2 separate regions of the Ovis aries genome follow, and region 2 is linked to region 1. Evidence: chromatin contacts called from public Hi-C data. All regions are on one chromosome and are shown on one strand. The core of a region is the stretch at or near the end of the contact, and the rest is flanking DNA. Distances in the headings are between cores, read along the strand shown. Region 1 has its middle 42 kb from the start of PTGDR. Region 2 overlaps LOC132660037 (a long non-coding RNA gene).

Evidence for each region. A called contact is a pair of places that touch in the nucleus more often than the background predicts.
Region 2: a contact with region 1 is called in a Hi-C map of liver, with 4 times the contacts expected there. The contact joins two enhancer-like sites. A contact is called at or near these places in 8 of 16 Hi-C or Micro-C datasets (blood, liver, mixed tissues and 2 more).

Annotation. Positions count from the first base shown.
Region 1 is chr7:43,452,770-43,456,062 of ARS-UI_Ramb_v3.0, reverse strand. No RefSeq gene overlaps it. Among named protein-coding and RNA genes, the nearest start is that of PTGDR, 42 kb to the right of the region's middle. Within about 2 kb of position 1,817, at least 33 of the 54 cell types and tissues checked have an H3K27ac peak or open chromatin away from gene starts, as enhancers often do. A contact at or near this core is called in liver and tail adipose tissue, where this site is marked.
Region 2 is chr7:43,520,085-43,523,567 of ARS-UI_Ramb_v3.0, reverse strand. LOC132660037 (a long non-coding RNA gene) reads left to right here. Exons shown (of 7, transcript XR_009601198.1): 6 at 1-1,888. Among named protein-coding and RNA genes, the nearest start is that of PLEKHO2, 13 kb to the right of the region's middle. Within about 2 kb of position 1,322, at least 34 of the 54 cell types and tissues checked have an H3K27ac peak or open chromatin away from gene starts, as enhancers often do. A contact at or near this core is called in liver and tail adipose tissue, where this site is marked.

The sequences.
Region 1 (3,293 bases), core at 568-3,067:
TACCCTGAGACAAGAAAAATTATCATTTATGGTCCTGTGAGCCTCGGGTGACATAACGGAAGAGTTGAGAGCATAGATTTTGGAGCCATAGACCCTGGCTCTGCCATTTATGATCTGCGTGACTTTAGGAAAATTGTTTAATCTCTCTATACCATAATGACCTCACGTGTAAAACGGGAATGATAATCAGAGTCCCTACTTCAGACACCTGTGGTGAGAAATAAATGAGTTAAAATGACAAGCCTGGTATGTACCTGTGATAGATGTACTTTGGAGATGAAAGAGCTTGGAATTTCAGTTGGGTTGGGCCAGATGGTTAATATCTTAAAGGGACTGCATAGCAAAGGATCTGCTGGATTGCCAGCCTAGGACAGGAAAAGAAGAGTCAACAAAGGTTTGAAGGCAGTGGGTGGGAGAATGTTTGTAAAAAAGAAAGATGGACTCATCCTCTACTTCCTATTCTGCGTCTTGCTATCTTTCAGAGATTCTTCCTACCTCAGCACTTACAGACACACTCAGTTCTTTTTAACAGTTGCTCAGCATTGCATTGAATGATTGCACCTCAATTTATCTCACCATCCTCTACTGATAGACTCTTGGATTGGTTCCAGTTCTTTGCTATCATTACAGACAACACTACAGCAGACACTCTTGCACATTTATCTCTGCCCGCTCACTTATATTACTTCTATGGTATAGATTCTTAGAGGAGTTGTCGAGCATAAAGTATATGTATCTTTTAAAAAATTCTGATAACTCTTGTCAAATTGCCTCAATATCTGGTCCCATTTTCCCCTCCACTGCTTTTGTTTCCATACCTTCCATACTATTTGCACATTTTTTGAGCATTGTTTTGCCAAGTATTATTAGGCCTCGTTTTCAAATGAATACACCAGGGCTGAATTAGCCACCATGCATGTCTTCAAGGGTTCGCTGTCTGGCAGGATTGGAGTGGGGATAGCAGCGTGGTGCAGAATGATAGCTGCGGACAGTTATTTCCATCAAAGCCAGAGCTGGCACCAAAGACTGGACCATAGGCTCTGGGAACCTGCAAGAAAGAGCAGCATTTTGGGTCTGGGGCCACACTGACTGGGCTGGCAGAGCCCTGGGCTGTGGGCACTATCCCTGGACTCAGTCCAGGCCTGGGTGGCCTCCTTACAGAGCCCTGGGACCCAGACCTCACTGTGCAGGTGGACTGGGCTTTTACAGCAGGCTGGCCCTGGCTCCTGCTCTGGGGCTCACACCCGAAGCTGTCCCATTTCCCCACCCAGGAATGCCAGGTTATCACACCCCTTCTCCACATCCCTTGTCCCGCTCTTTGCGACCACATGGACTGTAGCCCACCAGGCTCCTCTGTCCATGGAATTTTCCAGGCAAGAGTCCTGGAGTGGGTTGCCATTTCCCACAGTAATTTCCAAATGTTCTGTATGAATAAAGTCTTTCTACCTTTTCCTTCAAGATTAGAAAGGCTCAAGGTTCTCTGGGAGGTCCCTGGTGAAGCGGGAAATAAGGGGAGTGGGAATTAAACTGGAAGTTAACGCCACATTACTAACATCCCTGCCACAACTCGCCCTCACCCAAGTTCTTAGCCTGGCATTCGAGGACTTTCACTGGCAATTTTGGGGAAAGCCTCAGAGAAGAGAGCAGCAGGAAATCCAGAGTGGAAGACACAGCAGGGAGAGCCTCCTCCTTCACCGGAGGACACAGTCAACCACAGCTCAGACTACAGCCTGTGTCCACCACCCTATCTGGTGATGGCAACAGATTCCTTACACTCTCAGCTCTTTGCCGGCTCTGGCTCCCCTGCTTGTCGACAATGGGAACTGCAGTCGAGCAGAACCGGCTCCTCCCACTCCCGGAGGAGTTCCGGGGGGAGGTGCAGCTTGGGGAAGCAGGGCGCCCGCGCGCCCCATAGCTCTTGTCCGTTTCCTCCCCACCGGGGTGCTTGCTTGCGCTGTTTCCTCAGGTTTTCCCCCAGATCGCTTTTCTCCTGACGACAGAGCTGCCCCCTAGAGTTGGATTACCCCCGCGGACCCACCTGAAGGACGTCCTCTGTCCTTATCAGCAATCGTGGTCGCTGCCCCGCCCGGGACCAGCGCTGGGTGAGGCGCCTTAGCTGGATTCCACTCTGAACTCATACTTGTTTGCAGTGCGTCTCTGGGCGAATCATTAACCTTTCTTGAACTTCACTGTCTCCTCTGTAAAATGGAGCTTAGATTTACTATTTACTAGCGCCTGTTGGGCTGCCGTATATGGGGGTCGCACACAGTCGGACACGACTGAAGCGACTTAGCAGCAGCAGCAGCAGCATTTGCATTCCTAGGGATGACAAGATGGGATGGTCCAGATGGCAGGTGGAGAGCAAGATAATAATCACCACCATAATGGGTCACTCCCTGGGTGCGGGGGACTGCTCTAGGCATTTTGAAATGGCCCTATAAAAAGGTATTATTCACAGATGAGGTATCATCCACTAGTTAAGAAACAGATTTAGTGATTATCCCAGAGTCAGACAGCTAGAGGCAAAGCTGGGACTGGACAAGGGTGGCCATGGGTACACAAGTGCTGGGAAGAGTGGGTGCGGGTCCAAGGTTTATGAGTTTAGCAGGGTGTTGAGGCCTGAAAAATATCCAGCTGCTCCTCCCTTTGGGTCATTATTCAATGTTTTCGGATAATGGATTATTCATGCCTTCTTAATGCTTTTGTGGGCAGAGACCTCAAAGACCATCCGTGCTGCTTTCCTTATGGAGAGCCAGGGAGAGACTTGTCCAGGGTCACGCTGGCTGGGCAGCTCCTTCCCTGTGCGCCTGCTCCTCCACCCACCCTTCTTCGTGGGAGCAGTTATAGTGGGGAATGCTCCTTCCCACCCACAAACTGCCCACTCAGTACAGGTCCCTCTGTGGGACCTCCCGCTGGCCACTCCTCACCCCACTTGGCCAGGGCCTTTTGCTACTCCCCTCCTCTCCCTCCTTCAGATACTCTCGGTCCCTCCGCCCTCACAGGGGTAATGCCCTGACCAGTGCCTCCCCCGGCTCCCAAGTGCTGGCATAAAATCAGCCAATATTTTACCACTCTGTGCTTGTCATGTGCATCTTTGTTTTGTTTTGTTAGAAAGGGGTTAAGCAACAGCAGTAGAAGGTTGTTGTGTCGGTCAGGATCCATTTGGGAAACAGAATCTCTTTGCGGTTGCATGATAGAGGCTTTATGATAGTAATTTGCCTTGCACAGTTGTGGAAGGAGCTGGGGAAGACAGTGACCAGAAGGGGAGTTACAGCATCAGCGGAGTCAGTAAT
Region 2 (3,483 bases), core at 73-2,572, 68 kb before region 1:
ATGCAGGAAGCGGCGCAGGCGGTCCGGGGGGCAATCGGAGAGCAGCAGCTGGACGGCGCTGGCCCGGGGAGTGCTGTCGGCGGGGAACCGCAGAGTGCTGCGCCCGGCTGCAGCGAAGCGGGTGAAGAGGCGCGCGGCGCGCACGGGGAAGCAGCGCGGCCGCCCAGCGGGCCCGGGCGCCTGCAACCTCAGCATCAACTCGCCGCGCTCGTTACGACCCAGGTTCAGCTCCGCCGTGCGTAGGGACTGGCGCCTTCGCGGCTGCCCACCGGGGCTCAGCTCCTCCACAGCCACACGGCACCGCAGTTCTCCGTCCTCGCATTCTGCGGCCGCTGCCTGGGCGCCCGAAAGCATCGCCGCCGCCTCTGCAGGTCTGCAAAAAGACAGGAGCACAGGCGTTACAGGGACTCAGGGGACATCATAGGTGGTACAGAAGTCTGGATAGGGAGCCCAGTCAAAGCCACAAAGGGTCCCAGGGCTGTCACTGGTAACACAAAGAGGTCACGGAGACTGTAAAAGCACCCTGGGGCAAACAGGAAATTCTCCTAGACATTTCTCTCCCACACAATAATTTCCAGAGCTGCGGATGGGCAACGTCAAGCGCACTAAGGATTGGGAACCTCTGCTGTCCGACAAGAGCCACAGAAGAAGGGAGCCCCTGAACAGAATAGAAGCTTGCTTTTAAGAGACCCAGGGCGGGCACGGGAATCTTCTGTCCTCTCCGCAAGGAAGCAGGAGACTCACTTGTGGAGGTAAACAGGACTGACATGTTATCAGCGCCTTCCCTCTCCCAGCTACCTTCACTGGTTTATATGCAGCCAAGCTAGTGTCACTCTTTCCCATGTACAGAAGTGGAAAACAGACTAAAAGAGACCACAACGGCTGGTAGGAGTCAGGGATCGTGTGATTCGGAAGCTCTGGTGCTTCCCATCTCTAAGGTGGGGTGGAAGTAGAAATTATTTGGCTACGGAAATAGCGGAGGGACCCTGGCTTCCGGGAACCAGTCAACGCGCCGTCTGATTCATTCGTATGCACCCTCCCGGCAGGGACCCCTTGAAGAAGAACATTCTGCCTCCCACGTCTGGGATCAGGTGGACACTCACTTGTCCCAGCACTCGGACGAACCAGTTAAGAAAAGTCGGCCTGCAGGCATAAGCAGCACACTGGAAACTTTCAAATTCTGGGAGTAGAGAATCATCCTATCACCTGCAGGATCTTTAAATTTTCTAGCCAATCAGAGAAAGCGGGCGTGACAAGGGGCGTGTCTTTCTGTGCGTTCCTACCCTCAGAACTTGGGCTGTACCAATAGCACGCCAGAGGAAGGAGGCTTATTGTGGTGGCGGAGCATACCAAGTCGCGCGGACGAGTGGATGTGGTGGGAGGGGACGGAGACTGCAGCTGGGCCGCGCGTGGATTAGTGTCACCAATTTCTTCTCTGAAGATTTATTTTCAAGACCTTGCCTCCAACACAGACTTCCTCCCCTCTAGCCCTCACACAGCGGCTGAACTTGGCCTTGGGGAAGAGCTGCCTCTGATCCCTCCCATCTATGTTTACACTGACGGGACCTTTGTCCGTTTCTGGGTAGACCGCCCTCCAGCCCTCGCCCCCTGACCGAGCCTGCTGCTCCCGGTGCCCCCCACCCCCAGTTCCTTCAACGCTTATCGGTCTTTGTGTCATTTTACTCATTTGTCTTTTCCATCCGTCTGAGACACATCAGTGAAGAACTGAGACCTGTGACCAAGTGCTCAGAGTACAAGGGAAGAGAGCGAGCCTCTGTCTTCAGGGAATGCGTATCCCTCTCATTGCACTGAATGCATAGGGAATTTGTTTTTAATTTTCTTTTCCCTCATTAAACCTTGGAATGACTAGCTAGAAGGCATCTTACAGGTGAGTCAGCTCGCTCATTTATCGAATTGCCCACATTTTTCAAATAAGGAAACCAAGGCTCCAGGAAGTTTTACCAGATGTCACATAGCTTTTAGATAGCAAAACAAACCCTGGAAGCCAAGTCTAAGCCTGTTAGTTTAACTACTACACCAGGCTGCTCCCAGAGAGAGAGAAAGAGAGACAGAGGCTGGTCTAACCTGGTGAAGGAAGTCCAGGCCTGAACTGGAATCTCAGCTCCTGAAAGGCACTTTGTTACACCAGACCTGCAGTTTTGATGTTTCCTTAATGTCTCTAAGCAAGTTTCCTTAATGTCGCAAGCCTTTGTTTCCTTATATTTAAAACTGGATGCTTGGGGCTGGTGCACTGGTATGACCCAGAGAGATGATATGGGGAGGGTGATGGGAGGGGGATTCAGGATTGGGAACTCATGTATACCCCAATCTGAATTGAATCATGAATTGACAGATTCATGTCAATGTATGGCAAAACCAATACAGTATTGTAAAGTAAAAAAAAAAATTAATAAATAAATAAAAAATAAAGAGAAAAAAATGGAGAAAGATGAAAATGCATAGCTATGACTATACTAAAAACCATCAAATTATTTGCTTTAAATCGTATGGTATGTGAATTGTGTCTCAATAAGTCTGTTAGGAAAAAATAAAAATGAAAAATATTTTTCCTCTTAAATGTTGTTTTGACATATGACTACTAAGGTAAGGTGAAGTCGCTCAGTCGTGTCCGACTCTTTGCGACCCCATGGACTGTAGCCTACCAGGCTCCCCCATCCATGGGATTCTCCAGGCAAGAATACTGGCGTGGGTTGCCATTTCCTTCTCCAGGGGATCTTCCTGACCCAGGGATCAAACCCAGGTCTCCCGCATTGGAGGCAGACGCTTTAACCTCTGAGCCACCAGGGAAGAGAGCGAGCCTTCTTCTAGTGGCACAGAAAAAAATTTAATATCATTGTTGTAAGCAGAATAATGATACCCCCCCAAATATGTCTACATCCTAATCCCCAGATTCCTTTTGTATGTTACTTAACATAGCAAAAGGGACTTTGCAGATGTGGTAAATTAAGGATCTTGACATGGGGAGACAACCCTGGGTTGCCTGGGTAGGCTCAATTAGTATTCTTATAAGGGAGGATAGAGAGTCAGAGGAGATGTGATGAATAAGTGGACATGTGTGTGTTTGTGTGTGTGTGAAAGAAAGAGAGAAAGGCTGATTTGAAGATGTTACTGCTAGCCTAGAAAATGGAAGAAAGAGCCATGAACCAAGCCATATGGGATACAGGTTTCTTGAAGCTGGAAAAGGCTAGAGGAAGTGGGTTCCCCTCTAGATTCGCCAGAAGGAACACAGCTCTTGATTTTAGTCCAATGAGACACATTTTAGGCCTCTAGAACTGCAAGATAATCAGTTTGTCTTGTTTTAAGCCACCAAATTTGTGGTAATTTGTTATAGTAGCTATAACAATAAGAAACAAATATAATTACGAGCTAGAAAATGAAAGCTGGGATTATGAATGTATGTCTGTGTCTATTTCCAAAGCCTATGTTCTCTCTGCCCCCTACCGTGTGCTCAAAGTAGGCCCA